Linked DNA regions of Pan troglodytes: region 2 is linked to region 1. The links are chromatin contacts, called in public Hi-C maps. All regions are on one chromosome and are shown on one strand. The core of a region is the stretch at or near the end of the contact, and the rest is flanking DNA. Distances in the headings are between cores, read along the strand shown. Region 1 holds the start of FAIM (Fas apoptotic inhibitory molecule). Region 2 has its middle 9.8 kb from the start of FOXL2.

Region 1 (6,027 bases), core at 1,191-3,690:
CCCAGCACTTTGGAAGGCCAAGGTTGGAGAATTGCTTGAGCCCAGGAATTTGAGACAGCCTGGGCAACATAGTGGGACCCTGTGTCTATAAAAAAATTTTAAAATATTAGCTGGGTGTGGTGGCATGTAGCCATAGTCCCAGCTCCTTTAGAGGCTGAGGTAGCAGGATCGCTTGAGCCCAGGACATGGATCATGGCTGCAGTGAGCTGTGATCATGCCACTGCACTCCAGCCAGGAATAAAACCCTGTCTCAAAAAAAAAACAACAACAACAAAAATACAACTTAGACTGGGTAATTTATAAACAGTAGAATTGTATTGCTCACAGTTCTGGAGGCTGGGACATCCAAGATCAAGGCTCCAGCAGAGTCACAGTCTGCTAAGGGCTTGTTCTCTGCTTCAAACATGGTGCCTTCTCAGAGCATCCACACATGGCAGAAGGACCAAACAGGCTCCCTCAAGCCTCTTTCACAAGGGCACTAATTTCCCCCACAAAGGATCCATCCTGTTAATATGAATGTGTTGGGGCTTAGGTTTCAACATATGAATTTTGGGGAGATACCAGCATTCAAACCATAGCAGCCCCCAAATATGCTGGGCCCTCAAAACCCTCCAAAATCCCTTCACTTGTCTCTATTCTATGACTGGGCCTACTCTCCACAGGGACCATTCACTGCTCCTCACATGGCCCACTCAACAACTTTTCTCGCTCTCTGTAGGCAACACTGTCTCCTCCTTAAATTGAAAATCAAGGCCACCTAAGACACTACCCAGGCCTGCTCTTCATTCATTCATTCATTTAATAAATATTTACCAGAGCTAACATGGGCCTGCACGGTACAGATGTGGGACATACAAGAATGAGAGCCAAGCGGCCATGGTCTCGGCCTTCATGGATCTCAGTCTACTGTTAAGTTACACATTAAGCAAAAATTACACAAATTATTGCACACCCTGAAAGGGGCTAGGAAGAAGAATCCCTGGTGCTGCAATCTTTGTGTTTTTTTTGTTTTTGTTTTTGAGACGAAGTATCACTCTGTGGCTCAGGCTGCAGTACAGTGAGGTGATCTCAGTTCACTGCAACTGCCACCTCCCAAGGTCAAGTGATTCTCCTGCCTCAGCCTCCTGAGTAGCTGGGATTACAGACGCATGCCACCATGCCCGGCTAATTTTTGTATTTTTAGTAGAGATAGGGTTTCACCACGTTGGCCAGGCTGGTCTCAAACTTCTGACCTCAGGCAATCCGCACACCCTGGCCTCCCAGAGTGCTGGGATTACAGGTGTAAGCCACCGTGCCCGGCGTTTTTTGTTTTTTGTTTTTTTTTTTGAGACAGAGTCTTGCTCTTCGCCCAGGCTGGAGTGCAGTGGCTCAATCTCAGCTCACTCCAACCTCCACCTCCCAGGTTGAAGCGATTCTCCTGCCTCAGCCTCCCAAGTAGTTGGGACTACAGGCATGCACCACCACACCCCTCTAAGTTTTGTATTTTCAGTAGTGACGGGGTTTTGCCATGCCTGCCTCAGCATCCCAAAGTGCTGGGATTACAGGCGTGAGCCACTGAGCCCGGCTGTTTCTTTTTGTGTGTGTGTTTTTTTTTTAATGAAACAGGGTCTCGCTCTGTTGCCCAGGCTGGAGTGTAGTGGTGCAATCACAGCTCTCTGCAGCCTCTACCTCCCTTCAGGGCCCAAGCAATTCTCCCACCTCAGCGTCCCAAGTAGCTAGGATTACAGGCCTGAGCCGCTAATTATTTTCTTTTCTTCTTTCTCATTCTCTCTCTCTCTTTTTTTTTTTTTTTTTTTTTACCATGTTGCCCAGGCTGGTCTTGAACTCCTGGACTCAAGAGATCCGCCACTCTGCCTCCCAAAATGCCGTGATTACAGGTATGAGCCACCACACCCAGCAATGCTGCAAGTCTTATGGGCCAGGATAGTGTAATCTAAGAAATGATATATGAAGAACACTCACAACAGGGAAGAGGTGAGGAGTGTCCAGGCAGAGAGAAGAGCATTTGCAGAGGCCCTGGGCGAGAAGAAACCTGCATCCTTTAAGGACCTAAATGAAGCCAAGCAGGCAGGGGCTAGATCACACATGGGGGCTTCATGCCCACCTTAAGTAGTTTGGGTCTTTAAAAAAGGAATGAGACTCCATAAAGAGGTTTTAAGGAGCGAATGCTATTGCTGCCATGAACAGATATTCCTTCCCCATAGCTGCAGAGCAGGCACAGGGCTGTTTTTGCCCGCCAGGATGTCCCCACCGTCTAGCCCAGAGCGGGGCCAGCGGCCGGCTCCTACCCACACTTGCTGGCGGGAAGACTGGACGCACTGCGGGACATAGTGATGTCCTGGGTTGGGGCTGAGGAAGGCCTATGCGCGGAGGGTGCGGCCTTCGGCTAAGGCAGAGGACCAGGGTTGGGTCCGTGGCGGCGGGAGGGGCGGCCTCCTGCGCTGGTCGCCCCAGGGGACCTGAGAGGCTCGACAAACAGTCGGCGCGTTTGGTACTCGCGCCTGCAGAGCTTTCAACCTCCGCGCCGGCTGCGCCTGTTTCTCGGCCAGGGGAGCAAGGCCACGCGGCCTACGTAGCCGAGTCGGAACCAACCGGTTGTTTAGTGCAACCTACCCCAGAACCTCCCGCGGCCCACAGAGCACAGGTGAGGCAGCAGACCGGGTGGGGTCGGTGTCGCGCCTGCGCCCGCCCGGACGCCTCGGGCCTGCCCGCTCCGCACCCTGGAAACCCCTGCACGCAGCCCCCCGGCGTCCCCACGCTCTCGGCCCTGCTGCGCCGGCGGCGGCCATCTCTGGGCGGCGGCGGCGGCGGCGGCGGGCGGTGTTTGCGCGGTCGGTGAGACCCGCGCGGGTGAGGCGCTGGGTGAGTTCCGGACGCTTCCAGCCGGCCCGCCGGTGATCCCAGACCTCGGGGCGGGACGCGGCTCCCGCTCACCGCCGGCAAAGGTGGAGGTGCGGCGGGGCGCGGGGCCAGCCCGGGGCGGTGCGGGGGCGTCCCTGCCTAGCGAGGCCCTGCCCCGCGACCTGCCGCACCCTCCTCCGGCCTGTTCGCGACCTCTAAAGATAATACTTGTCACTGTCGAAAACGTGGAACAGAAAGCAAGGAAGCAAGCAAAGCAGCCGTGCCGCTGCTCCCCAGAGACAAGCTGGGTTAACAGGAGGGTGTATATTCTTCCAGATGGTTTTTCCTTGTAATATGAGCGGGGCTTGTTTTTGCAGAACCTGCATCATAAAGTTCTCTCTCTCTCTTCTCTCTCTTTCTCTCTCTCTCTCTCTCTCTCTCGGCATGGCTTTGCACTGTGATTTACTAAATGTAGTTTCTCCCTGATGGTGAGCGTACAAGTGGTTTTCAGTTTTTAGTTATTGCAAAAAGTAATTCATTGAGCATCGTTGCATCTGGGTTTTTGAGCGTGATCATTTCTGTAGAATGAATCCCACAAGATTCGTTCTAAAACAAGATAGAATCCACGGTCTATACCACAAGGCTTCTGGTATACATTGTGAAATGGCCCTCAGAAAAGTTATTCTCCTTTTTGTACCTCCAGTAAGTAGCATTTGGGAATACTTGGCTCGAGGAGCTTCCCGAGTGATTTTACTGGAGACCCCCCTCACTTCATAAGAGGCCGGTCCGGAGATGAAGATGTCAACACTTGAGTGTGACTTGCATTATTGGCTGGCCCTACCTGGGGGCCTTTGCTGAAAAGGGAACCATGAGCATCTTAGTAACTACTATCATCTAGTAATTTTTAAACTGACTTCGGTTTATCTTGAACGAACCATTTCAGTCCCCAGTAAGAATAAACCTAAGTTAAGGCAAAATTCAGGTGGATTAGGTGAACAGTGGCAACGTGTTGGTGTTTAAGTCATGCTCTGAAACTTAGGTGTTGGGTTGCTAGGGAAGGGATTTTAAAAGATTGATGGGTAAGTATGAGATACTCAAAAAGCTTTCTTTGAAGACATGTAAAAAGTTTCAAATGCTTGGTATCATCTCCATCAGTGAAAGTAAGTGGAATATGGTTTTTCATCTTTTTAAATTTACATTTTAATAAAATATTTGCAAAAATAGAGGGTTTTTTGTATTTATCATTTTCCAGTTTGGTCATAGAATCTTGAAAATTAAGTACATGCATAAGAGTTTAAAAACAACAGTGGATTAATTTCTTGCTCCCAAGTTTCATTTTTTAATTTTTCAGACAGAATCTCCCTCTGTCACCCAGGCTGGAGTGCAGTGGCATGATCTCGGCTCACTGCAACCTCCACCTCCCGGGTTCAAGCGATTCTTGTGCCTCAGCCTCCGGAGTAGCTGGGATTTACAGACGTGCGCTACCATGCCCGGCAAATTTTTCTATTTTTGCAAAGACAGGATTTCACCGTTTTGTCCAGGCTGGTCTTGAACTATTGACCTCAAGTGATCCGACCGCCTTGACCTCCCAAAGTGCTGAGATTACGGGGTGTGAGCCATCGCGCCTGGCCACTTTCTCCAAAGTTTTAAACCAAAGCCTTCTACGGCAGAGCTAGGACCCTTCCTCTATGGCCCATTCTATCCTATGCTGCTTCCCTTTTTAAGGACACTCCCACTGTTGTGCTATAATCATCTCTTGGTATCTCCAGACTCTGCCACTCTGAGGTTAGTGCCCTGCCCAGAGCCTGGTACATAAGTACCCAATAACTATTGGTATGCTGGATTAACTTAGAATATGACATGTGCTTATTAAATTGAATTTGTAACTTAGAGATCTATGTGACAGATATTTCTGAGTGAAGTGGAAATTGGGGACAAGGACAGATGTTGTCATCTTTTGGTTACAGGTGCAGTTGCATCCCAAGAAACACTACAGCCAGGACACCTGCATTTTTTTTTCTTTTTTTGTTTTTTTTTTTAACAACGTTACTGAAATATAACTCACATACCATAAAATTCACCCATTTAAAGTATACAATTCTTTCCTATATAATTAACTTTTTGAAGTGGTAAAATATATACAACATAGATTTGCCATTTTAACAATTTTTTAGTGTACAATTCAGGGGCATTAAGTACATTCACAATAGTGTGCGATCATTGTCACTATCTATTTGCCAAACTTTTCAATACCTTAAACAGAAACACAGTAACCATTAAGCAATAACTCTGTGCTATGGTTTGGATATTTGTCCTTACCAAATCTCATGTAGAAATTTGATCCCCAGTGTGGCAGTATTGGGAAGTGGGGCCTAATGGGAGGTGTTTGGGTCATGGGGGCTGATCCCCAGTGAATACATTAATGCCCTCCCTTGGAGGTGAATGGGTTCTTGCTCTATCAGTTCTCACTAGAGCTGTTTGATAAAAAGAGCTTGTACCTCCCTGCTGTCTGTCCTGCTTTCTCTCTGGTCACATGCTCTCTACACAGCCAGCTCTCCTTTGCCTTCTGCCATGAGTAGAAGCAACTTGAGGCCCTCACCAAATGCAGATGCCCAATCTTGAGCTTCTCCAGACATCAGAATCATGAGCTAAATAAACCTTTTTTCTTTATAAATTATGCAACCTCGGGTATTCCTTTGTAGCAGCATGAAAGAGACTGAGACTTCTCATTGTTCCCTTCCCCCATTCCCAGGGAACATCTAATCTGCTTTCTGCCTCTATGAATGTCCCTTTTCTGGGTATTTTATATAAGTGGAATCATATTTGTCATTTTTTGTCTGGCTATTTCTTTTTCTTTTTTTTTTTCCGAGACGGAGTCTCGCTCTGTCACCCAGGCTGGAGTGCAGTGGTGCGATCTCAGCTCACTGCAAGCTCCGCCTCCCGGGTTCACGCCATTCTCCTGCCTCAGCCTCTTGAGTAGCTGGGACTACAGGCGCCCGCCACCACACCTGGCTAATTTTTTTGTATTTTTAGTAGAGACGGGGTTTCACCGTGTTAGCCAGGATGGTCTCGAACTCCTGACCTTGTGATCTGCCCGCCTCGGCCTCCCAAAGTGCTGGGATTACAGGCGTGAGTCACCGCGCCCGGCCTTGTCTGGCTATTTCACTTAGCATAAAGTTTTCATAG
Region 2 (6,587 bases), core at 800-3,299, 330 kb after region 1:
CTGACCCAACAATAGCCGGATCCCTGTGAATGAAGGGTTTGCATATTTTCCTGTTTTAACGGTTCTAGTATAAACAGCCCAAGCCCAGGCCTGATTGTCAGAAGGTCCTGAGCAGCCCAACCAGAATGCTGGAAATGACTCCTTCAGCCCTGAGGACCTGGATCCGGCTTAGTGCCAGGATTTGGGCTTGTGTTTAACAGTAGCAATGGGGTCAGAAGTTGAGGGAGAGGGCAATTGCAGTGGTCCCCAAGACCACAGCTAATGCCAGAACAACAGCAATAGCAGCTGCAGAGCCAAAAGAAGCAGTAGCTATGGTGTATTGATAATTTATCTGTACAGGCTAAGTGTGTCATTTGTTTGAATACTTACAAAAGCTTGATGTGGTAGGCATTATTACTCCAATTTTTAGAATGAGGTTCAGGGAAGTTGAGCAGCTTTTCTGAGGTCACACAGCTTTTAAGGGGAAGACCCAGGATTACATGAAGGCATGTTTGACTCCTAACCATTACAAGACACTGTACACAGTAGCCCAGGTCACAAACATCATCTTGTGTGCCAGTTGGGGATACAGGGCTTTGGTCCTAGAAGCAGGCTAGGACAGCTCTTCAGACACATTGCTGGTTCCTGCTTTCTTTCAAGATGTCCCTCTCACCACCCCAGCTACACTGGTCTCCAGCAGAGGGAGATGGCTGGCAGCAGGGGCTAGAAGGCCCTCTTCTAGGTCAAGGCAGTCCCTAATATCTGGGTGGATTTTTTGTGTCCTGAGAATGGGACCATGACTCTCTTTGTTAGGCTAGCAAAAGACTCAACATTGGCCAGGCATAGTGGCTCATGTCTGTAATCCCAGCACTTTGCTAGGCTGAGGTGGGTGGATCTCTTGAGGTTAGGAGTTTGAGACCAGCCTGGCCAACATAGTGAAACCTCGTCTCTACTAGAAACACAAAAATTAGCTAGGCGTAGTGGCGGGCGCCTGTAATCCCAGCTACCCGGGAGGATGAGGCAGGAGAATTGCTTGAACCTGGGAGGCAGAAGTTGCAGTGAGCTGAGCTGGTGCCACTGCACTCCAAGCTGGACGACAGAATGAGACTTCATCTCAAAACAAACAAGAAAAGAACAACAACAACAAAAAATTAAAAAGAAAGGCTCAACATTTATTGATCAACTACTGATTATATGATTATATATTAACTGATCCAGACGGATCCAGAGAGTGTGGCTTAAGGAGACTTTCATGGGCCTAAAACAGATAATTGGTGCTGGTGTATAACAAAATTATGGTTCATCCAAAGGATGGATTATTAAGCAATAATTGAAAATCATTTTTCAAAGAATAAGATATGGAGAAAAACCCTATGGCGAAAGGTTTAAACAAGCAGGACACAAAACTGCAAATTTTATGTATATTTGTTAATTATGGAAATTAGACTTATTTTAATTGAAATATATAAATAAAAGAGTGGAAAGATGCCATCGAAATGTTAACCATGGTTACCTTGTGGGAGGAGGGATGGGATTATTGTAGCGTTGGTGTTTTTTGTGCATTTTAATGTTTTATTTTCCCAATTTTCTTCAGTTTCAATTATCTTTGTGAGGGGAAAAGTGAAAATGTTAAAGTCCTAATACATAGCACTGGAAATGCATAGATATGATGACTGAGTAATTTTTACCCCACCCTGTCTAGAATGGATGCAGCAGGCAGAAGTGTCTCTTCGCCTCACTGCCTAAGGTTTATTTCAAGGGCAAGAATGGGGGCCTCTGGAATCAGTTCTGTCTCGGCAGAACCTGAGCTAGGCCTGTGCCGTGCGGGTAGGGAGCAGCCCCTTCCGGTCGTCGAGGCGCTCTTAATTTGGTTGGAGAGACAAGTGCACTACAAGAAATAGAGGCAGCCAAGCGCCTGGGCCACCATCAAGTAAGGTTGAAAAGGGGAGGGCAGGTAGATCGGGACCCGTGGGCGCCAATCAATGCTATGGTGGCGGAGAGTAAAGGGGACGAACACAGCCTGGGGCCATCCCCGGAGTCCCCCAGCGTCCGCCTGTGGCCGTGCCTGGTTGGCCGCGGATCCCGGCGGGCGCCGCAAAGCGGCGGGATTGCCAGCGCAGAGCTCCGGCTCTCTGCCTTGTCCCTGGGTCCGAGCACCGGAGCCTCTGGTGTCTGCGGGGAGAAGTCTCGGATTGAGAAATATGGGAGGGTCTCGTCAGTGGCTGCAGGTGCGGCAGCCACTCTGGGGACCCAGCGAGAATGGGGTCGCCTGGCTCTGCGCGAACCCCTCACGTGGGTGCAGCTCCTGAGCCGCCGAGGGAGGCGGTGGTAATGTCACCCAGTGTCAGCAGAGGGCAGCCTCGAGGCCGTGAGCCCGAACGGCGACCTCGCCAAACCGCGGGCTCCCTTCCAGCTCCCGGATTCTGCGGGGTAGAGGCGGCCTTGGAGCCCAGAGACCAGCGACCTCAGTCTGCAGGAGCCCGGCGCAGAGGCCCAAGGGCACCCCCGAGATGTGGTCAAGCTACAGCCCTTAGGCAGCCTCACTCTGCGACGGCAAGGGCTTAGAGGGTGGAGGGGGACCAGATGCCTTAGGAGGGGTTAGAAAGCCAACGCACACAGGGAATTTGTTTTCAAGCAACAGATTCCAAGCATGTGGAAACCTTTTAAATGATGCTGGTGAGAGCTATGATAGTTTTCGCATTCTTGGCGAGGGAAGTCGGAGGCTAGTAGCGGGATGGCTCCTGGGCGCGCGGGAGACACAGGGACCAGAGATCCTTGCTGGGGGCAGAGGGACTGTGGACCAAGGATCCAGACACACTTAATTGGGGATTCCAGTCCCGACTGTGGCCACTCAACTGGCGTTGAACTTGAGCAACTCACTATACCGCTCTAGCCTCCGACTAATCACTTCTGTAAAATGGGCATTGTGGGCTCCGAGTCTCGTAAGGGCGCTAGGGATTCGAGACAGCAGGAACTTCCTCACTGCTCCAGCAACCCTGGGTTCCTGGGTTTGTAGGTGGGCTGAAAGGATCCTTTCATCGCACGTTTGCCTGGCGTGGCTGCTTTAGAGACCGAGGCCCGCCAGGCTTTGCAACCCAGTTGCGCGTGGGCAGCCATGGCCGTGGAACCGCCGGGATCGCCTCAGCGGCACTCCGGCCAGCTCCCGACTTCCCGCCCTGGGCACTAGGGTCACCCAGCTCCAGAAGATAGTGCTTATCAGCACAGGAATTGAGACCCCACACCCGGCGCAGTGGGTCTCCCAGGAAGCCTGGCGAAGAGCCAAGGCCCGCCGGACCTGAGGTCGCCTGGGGCGCTAAACAGACCCATCTATGAGCACATTCGGCCAACACACCCAAGTTCAACAGTGGGCGGGATCTTTGGCTGGCCTCGATCTCTCTCACAGTGTGTGCAAACGGGTACCCATTAGATTCTTTTGGCTTGTTTCCTCATCTGTAAACTTTGAAAGGAGAGTATTTCCCGGGGTGATTCTGAAAATCATGCCAGAACTGAAAAGGCCTGTGTAAATGCGAGGTGTAATGATGACTTATTAGAAGCAGCCAGCCCTGTACGTGCCTGTAGGATAGATGCTAGAACGTTCTACAAATGTGTGCACATACACATCACGTATGTGTGAAGGTGCACACCTGTCCCTAGACACATGACAAATGCACACACGTATGCGTGTACCTCTGGCTGAGAGCAAAGGGGCTAATACAGGGCTCATACAGGACATCATCCTGCAGTCTTGTGCGTGCACAGTACACACGCGAGCACGACTGTCTGTGCCTGGAGACACCGTATGGCACCGGAGGAGCTGCTCAGCCGACCCATTTCTTCCGAGCTGGGTCGGTGCCACCTGGGAAGTAGGGTTTCGGGTGCTGCTCTGGAGCGCGGGAAAGTCCGGATCCGGGTCTGCTGGTCAGCGCTTCGGCGCCGCCGGGCTCCTTTATCTCTCATCCGCTGGCCGGTGAGCGGCTCCAGTTTCAAGACCCCCGATCCTGCCGGTGAGGGGAGGGAGCGGAGAAGGAGTGCGCTCCGGGCCCAAGAGGCTGCAGGGCCCCACTCCCCAGGTCTGTCGTCCTTCCTTTATCTCCTCAGGTCACACCCCCACTTAAAATAAAGAAGGGTGCCTGACTCATTCAGGTCAGGGAAGTCGGCCCCCGGGAGCCTCCTGCCCTCACAAGCCATGGTGAAGGGAGGCGAAGCCAGGGTTTGCCACGGCCTGGGAGAAAATGCGGCTGCAGGGTCTCTTTGGGCTGCAGCGCTGGCCCGGGGCCCCAAGACTCTTAAGGTGTGTGTGGGAGGCGCGCAGTGTGGCTACCGAAGAGCCCTCCATCACCGCACCGGCAGGCCGCCGGGCTCGTCCTCCTCTCATCCTTCCAAGGGTTCTGAGCTGCGCAGCACTCGCATCACCCAGAAGTGTCTGTGGAGAAAACGACCTCAGGTGTAAGCCCAAGGCTGCTGCCTGCAAAGGCAATGCCGTGGAGACTGGGTTCCACAGCGACCTGGGTTTTTAAGTCACCGAAAGCGACAGGGCAGGGTCACAAACACTCTCCCGCCTTCTCTGCAGACCCGTGCGGCTGACAGGAGAGCGTTGCGCAGAAAATTCGAGGCCGGGCGCTGGAGGAGTCTCCGCGGCCCGGAGAAGGCACAGAGGCGCCCCTGAGAGGCGCAGCTGGAACAGGCGATGCACGGGTTCGGATCTGGCCGGCCAACCGAGCCCAGCGGTCGCGAAAACCAGAGTCGCCACAGAGGTTGAGCACGATTCCATTTCTGGGGATCGGGTCCGGTGGGGAGCCACTGTCCCTAACGCCTCCAGAGACTTTAAGTAGGACAATATAATGCTGGTAGGAGCAAGGTGCAAGGAATTTAGCGGCAGAAGCCTTTCGGGGGGGGTGGGGAAAGGCAGATCCATGCCTCGTCTGAGCCTGGGGGTGGGGACAGCCCCTGGCCTTGTAGCCCCTGTTCCGGGGATCAGCTGGGCCCACCTAACCTCCCTACATGGGGTTGAAAGGGGCCAATGGGACGGCCCTGCCGCCCCTCCCTCGGGATTCCACAGGGCCCTGACCCGGCCTTTATCTCTGCACGGTCAGCAGTCGCGGGGGCTTCAGGAAGGAGGACAAAGGCCCGGTGTCACTGCGGGCGGGGGCTCGGTTTCCTGGCTCTCTGCTCACACTCACAGCCTTTAGCGGTTGTTGGGGGAAGATTTTTAAAAATATGTGTCGAATTTCCTTTTTTTCTCTTCTAGAAACAAACAAACAAAAAAGGCAAAAGGCGAATTCCCCTTCACTCCTCGTCCATAGAGATTAAAGTTTCCTGGGATCCTGCCCTTTTTTTTTCTTTGACTGCCTAGAAATACTTGTTCTCCCTTGTACATAGAGGAAAATGCGGGGAAAGGTTTTTTAAAACTCGGTTTCATACTATTATTATTAATAAGGACAACCGGGCAGGCTGAGGTCCCAACGTGGATGATCCGAGTTGGCCTCGCGCCGGGGCTCTGCAGCCACTGCCCTGTGCGCTCAGCACCTCTGGGGGCGATCAGGGCCCCTGCGCTTCCGCCCGCCGCCCGGCAGTCGAGAGCACCCTGTGCCCAGACTGGCCGACTCATTCTCCCCCGAATTTTGTTTAGAGCTGGCAAGGGGGACTTAGCTCGCGCCCCAAGACCTGGGCTTGCAGCGCCGCCAACAGGCCCGGGGACACGAGGCGCTCCAGGCCGGGGTCTTCCCGGCTGCTGGCCCCTCTCGCTCCCCACCCGCTGGCGGCGCCTCGGTCGCCCGCAATTGACCCAACCCGCTTCCTGCGTTTGCCCCTCAGGTTTCCCGTTTCTCCACAAAGGCCTAGGGGAGCCTCGCCCACAGGCTGACCCTGCAACCTCTGGCCCGGTGGCTACCTTCTGCTTTTCTGAAAAAGAAAAGGAAAAAAAAAAAAAAAAAGAAAAAAATCAACCAGTCGAGGGAGGCGCGTGAGGACTGGAGGCGCCAGCCGGACAGCCTATGAGTGGGTCCCTGGGTCGGTGCCGCTTCGCGGGTCAGCACGACCTTTCTCAGAGAAAACCTCCTAAACGTGTGAAGACCGCTTTGGCGGAAGCGAGAGGGAGGTTGGAGGAGCCCCGGGCAGGGTCTCAGCGCCCACCAGCTGTGCCTTCAGGGCTTGGGTGTTCGCTGCAACGGCAACCGCGTGAGCCTCACTCCCACGGCCAAGGGGCTAGGGCAGGGTGGATGCAATCGCGTGCGCCTGGCCCCGGAAGGTGCTCGCAGGGGGTGCCTGTGGCCAGCTGGGTTAGGAAGTCAAATCCTAGAAAGTTATTACCAAAGGTTTTTTTTTTCCCCTTCCTTTCTTCTTTCCTTTTTTGCTTCCTTCCTTCCTTTTTTTTTTTTTAATAGGGGAAGGGAAAAAACATTATTGAACATCTACTATAAACTGGGCACTTAAAAATTAGAAAATTTAATTATTTTAATAATTCTGATACACGCACGTATTTCTATTTTATAGAGGAGAACACTGAAATTTGAATGGGTATTTTGCCCAAGGTTACATAGTTGTTAAAGAGGACACCAGGCTCCAACCCAGTTCTTCCTGACTAAACAGGCCAGGTCTTTGCCTCATGC

What was found. A called contact is a pair of places that touch in the nucleus more often than the background predicts.
Region 2: a Hi-C map of induced pluripotent stem cells shows a contact between it and region 1, with 2.2 times the contacts expected there. The contact joins the enhancer-like site here to the promoter of FAIM in region 1. A contact is called at or near these places in 1 of 7 Hi-C or Micro-C datasets (induced pluripotent stem cells) and 1 of 1 datasets of contacts at active chromatin or transcription factors (stem cell-derived excitatory neurons).

The regions. Positions count from the first base shown.
Region 1 is chr2:141,819,783-141,825,809 of NHGRI_mPanTro3-v2.0_pri, forward strand. It overlaps FAIM (Fas apoptotic inhibitory molecule), which reads left to right and starts at 2,441. Exons shown (of 5, transcript XM_001157252.8): 1 at 2,441-2,644. It also overlaps a transcript of CEP70 not described here.
Region 2 is chr2:142,145,797-142,152,383 of NHGRI_mPanTro3-v2.0_pri, forward strand. No RefSeq gene overlaps it. Among named protein-coding and RNA genes, the nearest start is that of FOXL2, 9.8 kb to the right of the region's middle. Within about 2 kb of position 2,050, at least 4 of the 24 cell types and tissues checked have an H3K27ac peak or open chromatin away from gene starts, as enhancers often do. A contact at or near this core is called in induced pluripotent stem cells, where this site is marked.